2 separate regions of the Zea mays genome follow, and region 2 is linked to region 1. A link is a contact called in public HiChIP or PLAC-seq data. All regions are on one chromosome and are shown on one strand. Each heading gives the region's core, a stretch centred on a gene start, on an enhancer-like site or on the middle of the called end of the contact. The rest is flanking DNA. Distances are from core to core; before and after follow the strand shown. Region 1 overlaps LOC100272722. Region 2 holds the start of LOC100273097.

What was found. HiChIP or PLAC-seq counts read pairs in DNA pulled down with a chosen protein or histone mark.
Region 2: an H3K4me3 HiChIP or PLAC-seq map of leaf shows a contact between it and region 1, with 6 times the contacts expected there. The contact joins the promoter of LOC100273097 here to the enhancer-like site in region 1. A contact is called at or near these places in 13 of 25 Hi-C or Micro-C datasets (ear, endosperm, leaf and 3 more) and 1 of 3 datasets of contacts at active chromatin or transcription factors (leaf).

Annotation. Positions count from the first base shown.
Region 1 is chr1:108,948,160-108,953,378 of Zm-B73-REFERENCE-NAM-5.0, forward strand. LOC100272722 reads left to right here. Exons shown (of 24, transcript NM_001360107.1): 15 at 1-522; 16 at 639-712; 17 at 796-873; 18 at 1,328-1,399; 19 at 1,488-1,593; 20 at 1,671-1,734; 21 at 1,928-2,056; 22 at 2,158-2,275; 23 at 2,613-2,689; 24 at 2,778-3,371. The coding sequence ends at 3,183. Among protein-coding and RNA genes, the nearest start is that of LOC103644846, 17 kb to the right of the region's middle. Within about 2 kb of position 3,077, at least 19 of the 20 cell types and tissues checked have an H3K27ac peak or open chromatin away from gene starts, as enhancers often do. A contact at or near this core is called in ear, endosperm, leaf and 3 more, where this site is marked.
Region 2 is chr1:109,086,460-109,091,678 of Zm-B73-REFERENCE-NAM-5.0, forward strand. LOC100273097 reads right to left here and starts at 2,744. Exons shown (of 10, transcript NM_001147546.2): 1 at 2,182-2,744; 2 at 2,018-2,070; 3 at 1,103-1,211; 4 at 792-926; 5 at 650-694. The coding sequence starts at 2,658.

The DNA of each region.
Region 1 (5,219 bases), core at 1,827-4,326:
GTGGAATTGAGGGCTTCAAAAACAGTGAGATCTGTTTGATTGATCTTTTCTGTACAATGTTGAATCATTCTGAACCAGAGCAGCGTTTTGTTGCTGTACAACAGCTTGGGAGGATTATTAACTCAACAAGTTCTACTGAAGCTGATTTGAAATATCCAAACTATGACCAAAATTTCCTCATATCTGTTTCGACAGTAACATCCCTTTTGGTAACTCATACATGGGACAGAGTAGCAGCATTGGCTCTCCATGACTCTTCTATGCTATTAAGGAATCATGCAATGGCATTGCTTACTGAATATGTGCCTTTTGTTGATAGGAAGCACCTGCAGTCCTTCCTTTCATCCAGTAACGGTATCCTGACTGGTTTGGGACAACTTTCTGGTGTAATTGAAGAGGGCTATTTTACACGAATGTCTTTGCTGTTGTTTTCTAAGGCATGTCTTTATTCTAATCCTGAAGATATCGCTTTGATACCTGAATGTGTTTGGCAGAAGTTGGAAAACATGCAAACATCAACTGGTAAAATCTGTGATAATTGAATATTCAGATTTCTGAGGCAGCATATATAAATTTCATTGTATTACCTATACGATGTCCTGCTTGTTCAAGCTATTTTTTTTCTTGTTATGTACTAGGAGGTTTTGGATATATGGAGAAAGATCTCTGCCTAGCTCTGTGCCAACTAAAAAGTGAATCAGATGCTACAACTGTACTGCCCCTTCCCACCCCCTCTCCGGTACTTATGTACTGTAACATGTTTACCAAGTACCGACTTCAAATCTCTTCCATTAGGTTGCAAAAGTTCTTTCTGGATGTAATAGTCAACCAGTCAGCCCTGATTTCAAGAGCATCCGTGAATCAATCCTTCAGGTCAGTGTTTTGAATGATTATTATTATTTTTGGTCTTCTCCATCTGTATTGTCGCTTCTATTTCTACTTTATTGCACGGTTATCTGTTTCAGTTCATTACTTGATTTATATTCTCATTGTTGATCGTGCCTGCATATAAGACTCATTTTATATTTTGCTGACAGTTTCAATCTTTGTAATAACTGCACTTAGACTAAGTGTGCCCCCACAATTGTTAGTGTTTGGAACTTTTTGTTCATCTTTCTTTAAAGAAAATTCTTTCTAGCATAAGGAAACACTGACATGCTTGTATCTTTGTTCAAATTGATATTTTTTCTTGTATGCTTAATGAAATGGCAATGCAGCTCTCCTGTATCGTTCCAGGAAAAAAAGAAAGTTACTGAAGTCATATGGTGCTAATTTTATGCTTTAATTAGTACTGATCTATATAAATTTGCTATACTCATCTTGATAGGTGATGTCCTCTTTGAGTTCTATTGAAGCATACTTTGAGTTCTTCGCAGCCAGATCTGCACAAGAACATGAGGTGAGCAGTGCAACAGCCTTTCCTTTCTGGCATCATGTTTTGGATATCTTATTCAGAGTCCTAACACTTGATTAAATTTGTCACCAAGGAACTTGAAGAAGCTGAGATTGAATTGGAGCTTATTGAAAAAGAGAAGTCAGTTCCTAACTTTGTTGAGCATACCAATGATACGATGGTGCTTGCCATGCCATCATGTAAGCTCAATTACATGCAGGGTTCTCGTTAATGCTACATATTGCTATTTACATGTCTTATGCAATTTTGTTTACAGATGACCGTGATGGTAGTGAGGTTAATAAACGGCTCCAGCAAATCCGGGAAAATATTCGGTCCCTGTAAGTTTACCTATTGCACGGTCCTTCAAATTTACCGTTGTTCATTTTTTTACGAAATTCTTACAGTAGCAAGTTTGCTGTTGTATTGACTGCTATGTCGATCCAAGATATCCATGTTATCAAAACAGTTTACTTTAGATTTTAGAAGCATATTGAACTGTTAATATTCATTTGGTATGTTGTAATTTGACAGGGAAAGGTCTAGGCTGAAAGAGGAAATTACAGCGCGCAGACAAAAGAAGCTGCTTCTAAGACATGCCCGTGAAAAGTACCTAGAAGAGACACGCTCCAGGGAAACGGAGCTTATGCAAGAGCTCGACAGGTTTCTCCTTCTTAATATAATGATACACAGCGTATTCGAGAAAAAAAAGAGAGACAATAGAGTTGTTTATCCCTATTTCTTTTGTTTGTATGTCTTTGTAGGGAAAGAGCTCTCGAGATGGAACGTGAAGTAGAAAGGCAGCGTCAACTGGATATTGAGCGTGCAAAGTCTAGGGAACTGCAATTCAACATTGATTTGGAAAAAGAGAAACAAACTCAGGTACAAGGCAATTTATTCTTTCAAATTGTCATAATCTGTTAGTTTTGGAACATATACCGTTTTGCAATAAATCCTCCGTACATCCATTACTAAAAGAAACATAGTGGTAGCGCTAGTTAGAAAGCTATTTCAAGTGTCTTTTCCTGTGAAACAGCATTGGAAGTTTGAGTCACTTTCTTATTTATGACGTATGTGTTTATTGTTGTTATTGTTATTATTATTATTATGCACAGATTCTCTTGCTTGTGCTATGATTTGTGGAACCTGTGCGTGCATAGTATGTCCATGTCCTCAGTGACTCAAAGTATCATTGTTTTGTGACTGTTTCCATCTTTAGAGAGAGCTTCAACGCGAACTGGAGCAAGTCGAGTTGGGGCGGTCATCAAGGCGTGAGTTCTCTGCCAATCCCAACAGGTGTAGTCTGTGTAGTATGGTTAGAGACCGTATGTATTACTTTGGCCGTGCTCTATTCACACGCTGCGTTTACTTGCTCGTTCTGCAGCCGCTCCAGGGAGAGGTACCGCGAAAGGGATGGTGGAGGCAGAGCACAGCAGGAGGCGGGGAGCCTGAGGTCTTCGAGCAGCCGAGGCCAGGAGGGGGGCTCTGCCCAGGCGCCCGCACCGGCCGGGCCGGGCCCTACCGTCATGCTCGCCGGGTCAAGGACGTTCTCGGGGGCCAACCTTCCAACGATTCTGCAGCCTCGCGAGCGCGCTGCCGACGAGGACAGCGCTTGGGCCGAGGACGCTAGCAGCAACGGAGATCCTGAACTGGACGGCGTGAGGCCGCATGGGCCGCGAGGCAGCAGGTCATCCTCCTCTAGGCAGGTTGCGGAGAGGAGGGAGCGGGATGGCACTGCTGCCGGCACGGGCAGGAGAGAAGGGAAATGGGAGAGGAAGCAGCACCCGTGACTATTCCCTGCTTGTGTTGTGCCTAAGCCTAACGGAGGCTTCCTCAATCGCGTTGTAATTGTACTCGTATGGGCATTGGATCAGGTGGCTGCTTAGTCAACGGTACCGTGCATTGATAAAAAGGTTGGATCATCGTATGGGAACACTACCAATCAGCTGCCTGCTCAGTCAACAGCACCATTACCATCACACTCCGACTTTTGTCAGATCCCCTAAGGGTGTGTTCGGTTACACCAATCCAGAGGGGAGGATTTAAATCCCCTTCTAGTCATTTTGACTAAGAGGAGATTTAAACCCCTCCAATGATGACTAGAGGGGATTTAAACCCTTCCAATCTCTCTCTGGATTGGCCTAACCGAACAAGCCCAAAAGGCGCTCCATGGCCCACGCTCTCCCTTGGCTCTGTCGACTGCCCTCGTCCTAAGCACTAGCAGCCTGCTTAGGCTTTGTTGGGTTTGACGTGGATTGAGATGGATTAAAGAGATTAAATATTTTTTTATTTAAATTTGAATAAGAGAGGATTTAATTCCCTTTAGGGCGGCTTTGGATGCTGCATTCCCTCAGCCTCGGTAGGCCCTCAGGCGAATTGATCATGATGGGTCCTCTAGACTATAAAAATTCTATGATATACAATGGCGTAGATTAGCACTTCGTAGATAAATGATGATGTGCATTCCACCTTTGTGGTAGCACTTGGCTAAGTAATTAGAAAAACTAGTGTGAGTTAATCGGGACAAGCAAGGTGGAGGAGTACAGGTGTAGGGAGGTCCTCGGGTCGGATTGTCTTTTTAGCTTTTCGGACGAGGGATTCCTATATCGCCAGCGGGTTCTCTTCTCTAGTGGAACTTTGGAAAGGCCTCGTAGTGCTACTCTGTCTCGCTTTCTCGGTAGAGGTGTATGTGAATCATGGCCACGTGGCAGATGGGTATCACAGCTTGTGGGTAAAGATGTGCAATCTTTGTAGAGTGTAAAACTGATATATTAGCTGTGTTTATGGTCAAGAGCGACTCAGAACTCTTGTATGATTAACTTAATGAATTAATATGTCATTTGATTGCACAATAGAATTTATTATAATTGTGATATCTTATTATAATTGGTATGGGAACAGAAGCAACAAATTCTGTAGGCTCTTCACCTACAACAACATGGGTTCGAAAACCCTAAGTACGAAGTGTACTTTCGCAAGTCTTACCCGACCAAAGAAAAGACTCTCAAAGATATGCTGGCCTTTAGTCAAGGTAAGGTTTAGCAAGAACCAATGACTCAGTTTGCACAAAGCTTACTAAAGTTGGTCCTTACGAATTCTTTTTACTTATCAAGTTAAGTAGTTTCCTGAATCTAGATCTTTCCTAATCTAGATCAAGCACTTGGCCTACACTAGCCATCTTTTATCAGACCCTGAGTTTACTTGTCACTACAGTGTAGGTCAGTGACCAAGTCTTCATATCCGAGAAGTAACGGCGATCCAAATCGATTAATACCCAGCTGGGGATCTATGGCCACACGACATATGTAGCAATTAACCCTTGCATATGTCAACTTGCACCCAGGTTTCTCAAGACCAGAACAGGTTCCCACTACCCGAGAGCACAGTTACTCCACCATACAGCCTTTTGCCACGGAGGGTACACGCTACTCTCACCATCTCCCATGCCTAGTGTGGGCGAGCTGTTTTAGTATTGGTCCGACCGAGGGAAAGCTTACCCATGACAAGCCATGTGTCCAGTTAAAAGGTACTCGATCATCAAGCCTACATCGGCTCGGTCCTTAAACGACTCAGACAGAACACTATACCGAGACTCTTCTCGTGCAAGTCACTCGCCCAATCTCATCTTATAATTTATAACCCAAAACTTTACCTGTTAGAGGTACTCTTGTTCGATGTCGAATCCATCACGACCATGATGGATCCACCATCATAAGTTTTCCGTTGTAAACATTCCAATTCCAGTGTGAAGCATCACCTTTTTAAAACAAAACATTTTTGTTTCCTAAGCAAGGCTAAGCATCAATAAACTTGTTGAGTAAATCAG
Region 2 (5,219 bases), core at 1,494-3,993, 140 kb after region 1:
ACCAGAACCAACTCAATCTTTTGTACATGTATACAACTTACTGAACTGACTAAATTCTATATACAGTACATAATTAAAATACTTCAATTTTAATTAGGGATTGAAATTGAAACGGAATTCAACAGCGTTTACAAATCTTTCTATGTGAATGTCTGAACAAGCAACAAGTAATGCAAGTCCAAAATAGTCTTCAAGCAAACATAGGTAGTCATGAAATACTTGAGTAGGACTCACCTTAAGCAGGAATTGTGAGGGAGGAACAAAGAAAATCTGAATAAATGCATATAAAACATCCAAGAATTTAAAAATAACAAATGAGCTTCCCCTATAGATGCCTTATAAACATGGGCAGAAACTAGTAACTGCAACATGCAATTATTTGCAAACAAAACTAAATTTTCATTGCAAAAAATGAACTTGTTAAGTGCCCACAATTATAGGAATATAGTTGCTCCCAGTTTTGCACATGAGATTATCAAAATGAAAAGAAAATGAATGCATTAACTTCATGGTGTATAAAAGTTTCACGATCAGTAGATGTATTATTCTCAGATGCACAAAGTTGAGTTAACATCATAGCATGTGGTTTGCAAATAATGGTATATCAGTTAGCGCTTAAGGGGGAAAGAAATTTAAGAGAAAGGCTTACTTCGCTGAATGGATCTTTTATATTATCATGCTCAACACTGCTTTCCTGAAGACATTTAAGTTATTTAGTAATCGGAATTTTGTCGACAACAAGACATATGAGTAGCAGTGTAAAACTTGATTCTTGGCTTTGTTTCACTCACATAGTTTGGAAAAATAACCATGTCGACATCACGAGGGACCTCAGCTAACAAACGTCTAACAGAATACTCAGCAGCTCCGCCAGGATAAAGTAACTCATCAGTGTCTAAATGTATGATCCAATCCATGCCACCATCCTTCAACAAATAGCATTGTCCTTAGTGTATGAAATGTCTAAAGAAAAAATCACAAAGAAAAACTAGAAATCAACATTGTTGCGTAGCAGCCCCAATGACTAACTAAAGCTACAAATGAAAAGCTCAATCATTAACATAACAGAATTAACAGCAGATATAACAGGCAAGAGACATACCCGAGCCATTACAATAGCCATCTCCATGTTGAGGGATTGCTTCACAAAGAGTTCATAGTTGCAAGGTTTGTAGAAAAATCCTGAAAGCCAAGTCTCATTCCAGATTCGACTTGAGCCCAAGCAATAAAATACATCAGGAAGGTGACAGAGATGAGTGATAAAAACTCTATCAAAGAACATGCCAAGCCAGACATTATGACATGCTATGTCCTATCAATAATATATACTAGGGCATCTATCCAAGCTTCGTAAAGAAGAGCCTGAGCAAAAGAGCTCATGGGCTCGGCCACAAGCCGAAGGACTCGGCAATAGGACCAGGGGAGCCTACAACCACCAGGAGGATTCTAGAAGCGCAGATATAGTAAGATCTCAACAGAATAAGAGATAAACTCGAAGACATAGAATTCAATTCACGTATGACTTTGTACCGACTCGGTTCCATCATGAACTTGATAGCCGACTCGGTGCCTATCATGTAACTTCCGTCACTCCTTAGAATATTAAAAGAGGGACAGGGAACCGCCTGAGAGCATCAGATCATAGAATCATCAGATTAGAACATACAATACAACAACAGAACCACCTCAAACATGATGTAGGGTATTATCTCGCATCGAGGGCTCAAACCTGTCTAAATTCCGCGTATATTCCCTATTAAACAATCTTCGACATGTCCTAGAAGTGGGTTAATAGTAGGCAACTAGGCATGGAAAATTTCTCCCTTTATCCATAATTGTCAATGGTTGGATGCGGTCTGACTTAGTTTTGTCTGGCTACACCAGCAACCCTATGCTTTTGGTTCTCACTTTGAAAGTTGAAACAAGATGCAGTTATTTTTTTATATGGGGTTTATGTGGAAATGACACACAAGAAAAACTGTTATCGGAAACAGGGGACTGAGAAAACGAAGCTGACCTCCGTGCCTGCCGCTCCTCAAGATCCTTAGTTCTGTACACCACTTTTACCCCCTTCCGTAATCAATCAATCATGAAGACAAAAAAAGGCACTGAAATTAGCGCTGGAACTGCGGAACTGTAGAGGATCAAGAACACCAACGAACAAAGAATCTTGCGACTCACAGGAATTGACTCGAGGACTCCCGCGACATTGGGTTTCGCCGCCTTGCCCTCCACGAAGAGCAGGAACTGCGCGACGCCGACGACCTTGTGATAGAAGAGCCAGGGCAGGATCTGCTCAAGCCCCGCGGAGGTGCTCGTCTGCACGCACACCTTGGGTTGGAGATGTTCCTCTACAGAACCCATAGCAGCGCCCGAGTCGGAGGTGAATGACCAGCCGCGGATGTAGGGGAAGGAGGGGGCGGAGGATCCCACGAGCACGTCTGCGCAGTCGGACGAGGGGAGGGACGGTGGGGTGGGCTCGGCCATGCCGGGGAAGGCGTGGGAGGGCCAGCGAGTGGTAGGGTCATCGACGCCGCCGCCGCCGCGCCACTGGAGCACGAAAGCCAGCGCAGCGAGCGTGAGCGGGAGGACTGTCAGGAGCAGGAGCAGCTGGCGCCACGCGGCGCCGCCGCTGGAGGGCGCCTGCGCCGGCGGCATCGAAGACGCCGATCTGTCGAGACTCGAGACCGGTTGTGGTGGGGTTTCCCTTTGGGCCGTTCAATTTGGGAATAACTTAAACTTCCGTTTCCTTCGCTCGTATACGCGCCTATGTCTATATACATAGCCCATTTCCAGAGTGGGTTTCCACCCTGGAATTCGTGATATCATTTAATTTTCACCGAAATTGCATTTAAACATTTTTATTGTATTGTAATTTATTGTCATCCTTTTACTGTTAATTAATAATAATAATCCCTCTACAATCCACATCATAGCCCAGCAAATATTTCCTTTATGATGCATGCACGCTAGAGAAGAAAAGGAACTTTCCCAAAAATGGAACAACTAAGGCTGTCTCCAGCAACGTCCCCTAAATTTGATCCCCTAAAGGAATATTCTTTGTCCTTTACAGCACTCTCTAAAAGATTATGTACTCTATATCTTCTTCATCTTCAGCAATATCCCCTAAATTCCATCCTCTATTACTACTCGTCACCACGTGAGCGTACAAACACAAAAAGGTGTACAGTGTATAGAGCACCCTCTACAGATAGAGGACGCTTTAGAGTTCCTTGCTGGAGGGATAAAGGACCTGACCGTCCCCTACATTTAGAGTACATGACCCTTTACAGTCTCCTGCTGGAGACAGCCTAAAGGATGCAGCGTGGACTGTAAAGTTGCATGTGTAAAAGAATTATACGAAAAGACAGCTCAGGGGTGTTGAGAATTAATAAACTTCTGCGTTGAAAGTAGAATTTTTGCTCAACATTCATGTTAACACTACGATCCTAGAGTGGGAAAGGGGGCGGAGAGGGGTCGGCTTTGGCGGCATGAGTGAGAGGAGGGCCCAGCGGGGTCATAGGGGATGGGGAGGCAGGGATTATTGTGTGTGAGGGATGAAGAATTAATGATGATCCAAATAACATTAGCTACTAGATTTGATTAAGTAAGAGATATAATAGTTATCCAGCGATTTGAATCATTTGATTAGTTTGTTTTGTAGATTTAGAAGGAGGTTATTGGTGTAAGGATGATTTGGTTGGGTGGATTTTACAAACTTTAAGGTGGTGTGTTATATAGGGGTATAAACTAACATATAGCCTGTGCTAATGCTACAAATCCGGAGACATGAGTGTAGGGTCGACGATGGCGGCGGCGCAGGGGTAGGGGTTGACAATGGCGCGAATAAGGGGGAGGAGAAACTGGGGGTGACAGGGTCGCGAGGGAGAGAGGTTGAGGGATGAGAAATGATCTAAATAATATTGTTCGTTGGATTTAAGTGATTAAGGCAATGGAGGTTATCCAGTGATATGAACCGTTGGTTTTGATGTTGTGTGTAACTCTGAGTGCAATTTGTTTGGTGGACTTAGTGGAGGTTATCGATGTGGGGGGTGGTTTGGTTGTATTAGTTTTGCAAAGTTTTAATTGGACAATCATGTAGTGTTATAGATCTCTACTTTTTAAAACACCATTTCATGTGTCGTGTGTCGTGTGCAAAGCATATAGGTCTATTCCTGCTCTCCACTTCTGTCTAACAAATAATGAGTCGTTACACCATAGATGGGGTTTGAGAAACCTCGGATAGACCGAGCGAGCTATAAAAAATGGGTAAGTCTTTTTGTGAACTTATACTTTTCTTGACCTTTTGGCAATATAAAAGTATAGTATATGTAATTTAATATCTGATATGTGCACTATATGTCTATTTTAATTTTAATTCTTTGTGTGTGGAGGGTTCACCTTAATTTTTTTTGTCGGAATGGTGCATCACACTGGATTGCCATTAAACTCTCGGTTATCGTATAACTGTTGTACTAACTATACTATCAAATATGTTAATATATTGTCGTAACACATGGACATTGTATTTGTATAGATATATACTCAGTGTTGAGTTCGGCTATTATATTTTTAAAATGACCTTAGTTAGTAATTGGGCGCGGACGTATGAGCTCACACGATTTTCGTATCAGATGGGGACACATGTATCTAGAGATGGAAACAAATACTTATCCAGATATTATTTTTTTGTTTCTTTATTGTGGATATAGAATCAGCTATGCAATTGCATATTTTTGTTTTTAGCAAAGACTTATAAAAATTAAACTTTAAATTTATCATATATCTTCTCAAATGATAAATATAAAATTCGTATACAAATAATTTTTCATCTTTTTAAATTTTGTATAAGGAGCAAATAGTATATAAAACAATTTATCTAAAATTTTATTTTTAGTTTAATAATGTGTTTGATAACATAAGAAAATGTTAGCATCAAATTTCATACATACGAATTTATCCTAAGAATTTGAATACACACTATCATCCCGACATCTATATATCTCGTCTTTGTATCGAAACTATGTTGAGAACGCGTGTACTCTGACTTGAGGATGATTCGTATCGGAAGCAGACGTGTGAGCAAATAACCTTAATAGCTAATTTGGAAAATCAAATCCTCTTCAGGATTGGAGGAGATTGAGAGAAATGATTTTCCCCTCAATTTTGAATCCGGAAGAAAATATGATTTTCCAAACTAGCTCTAACAAATCTACTTT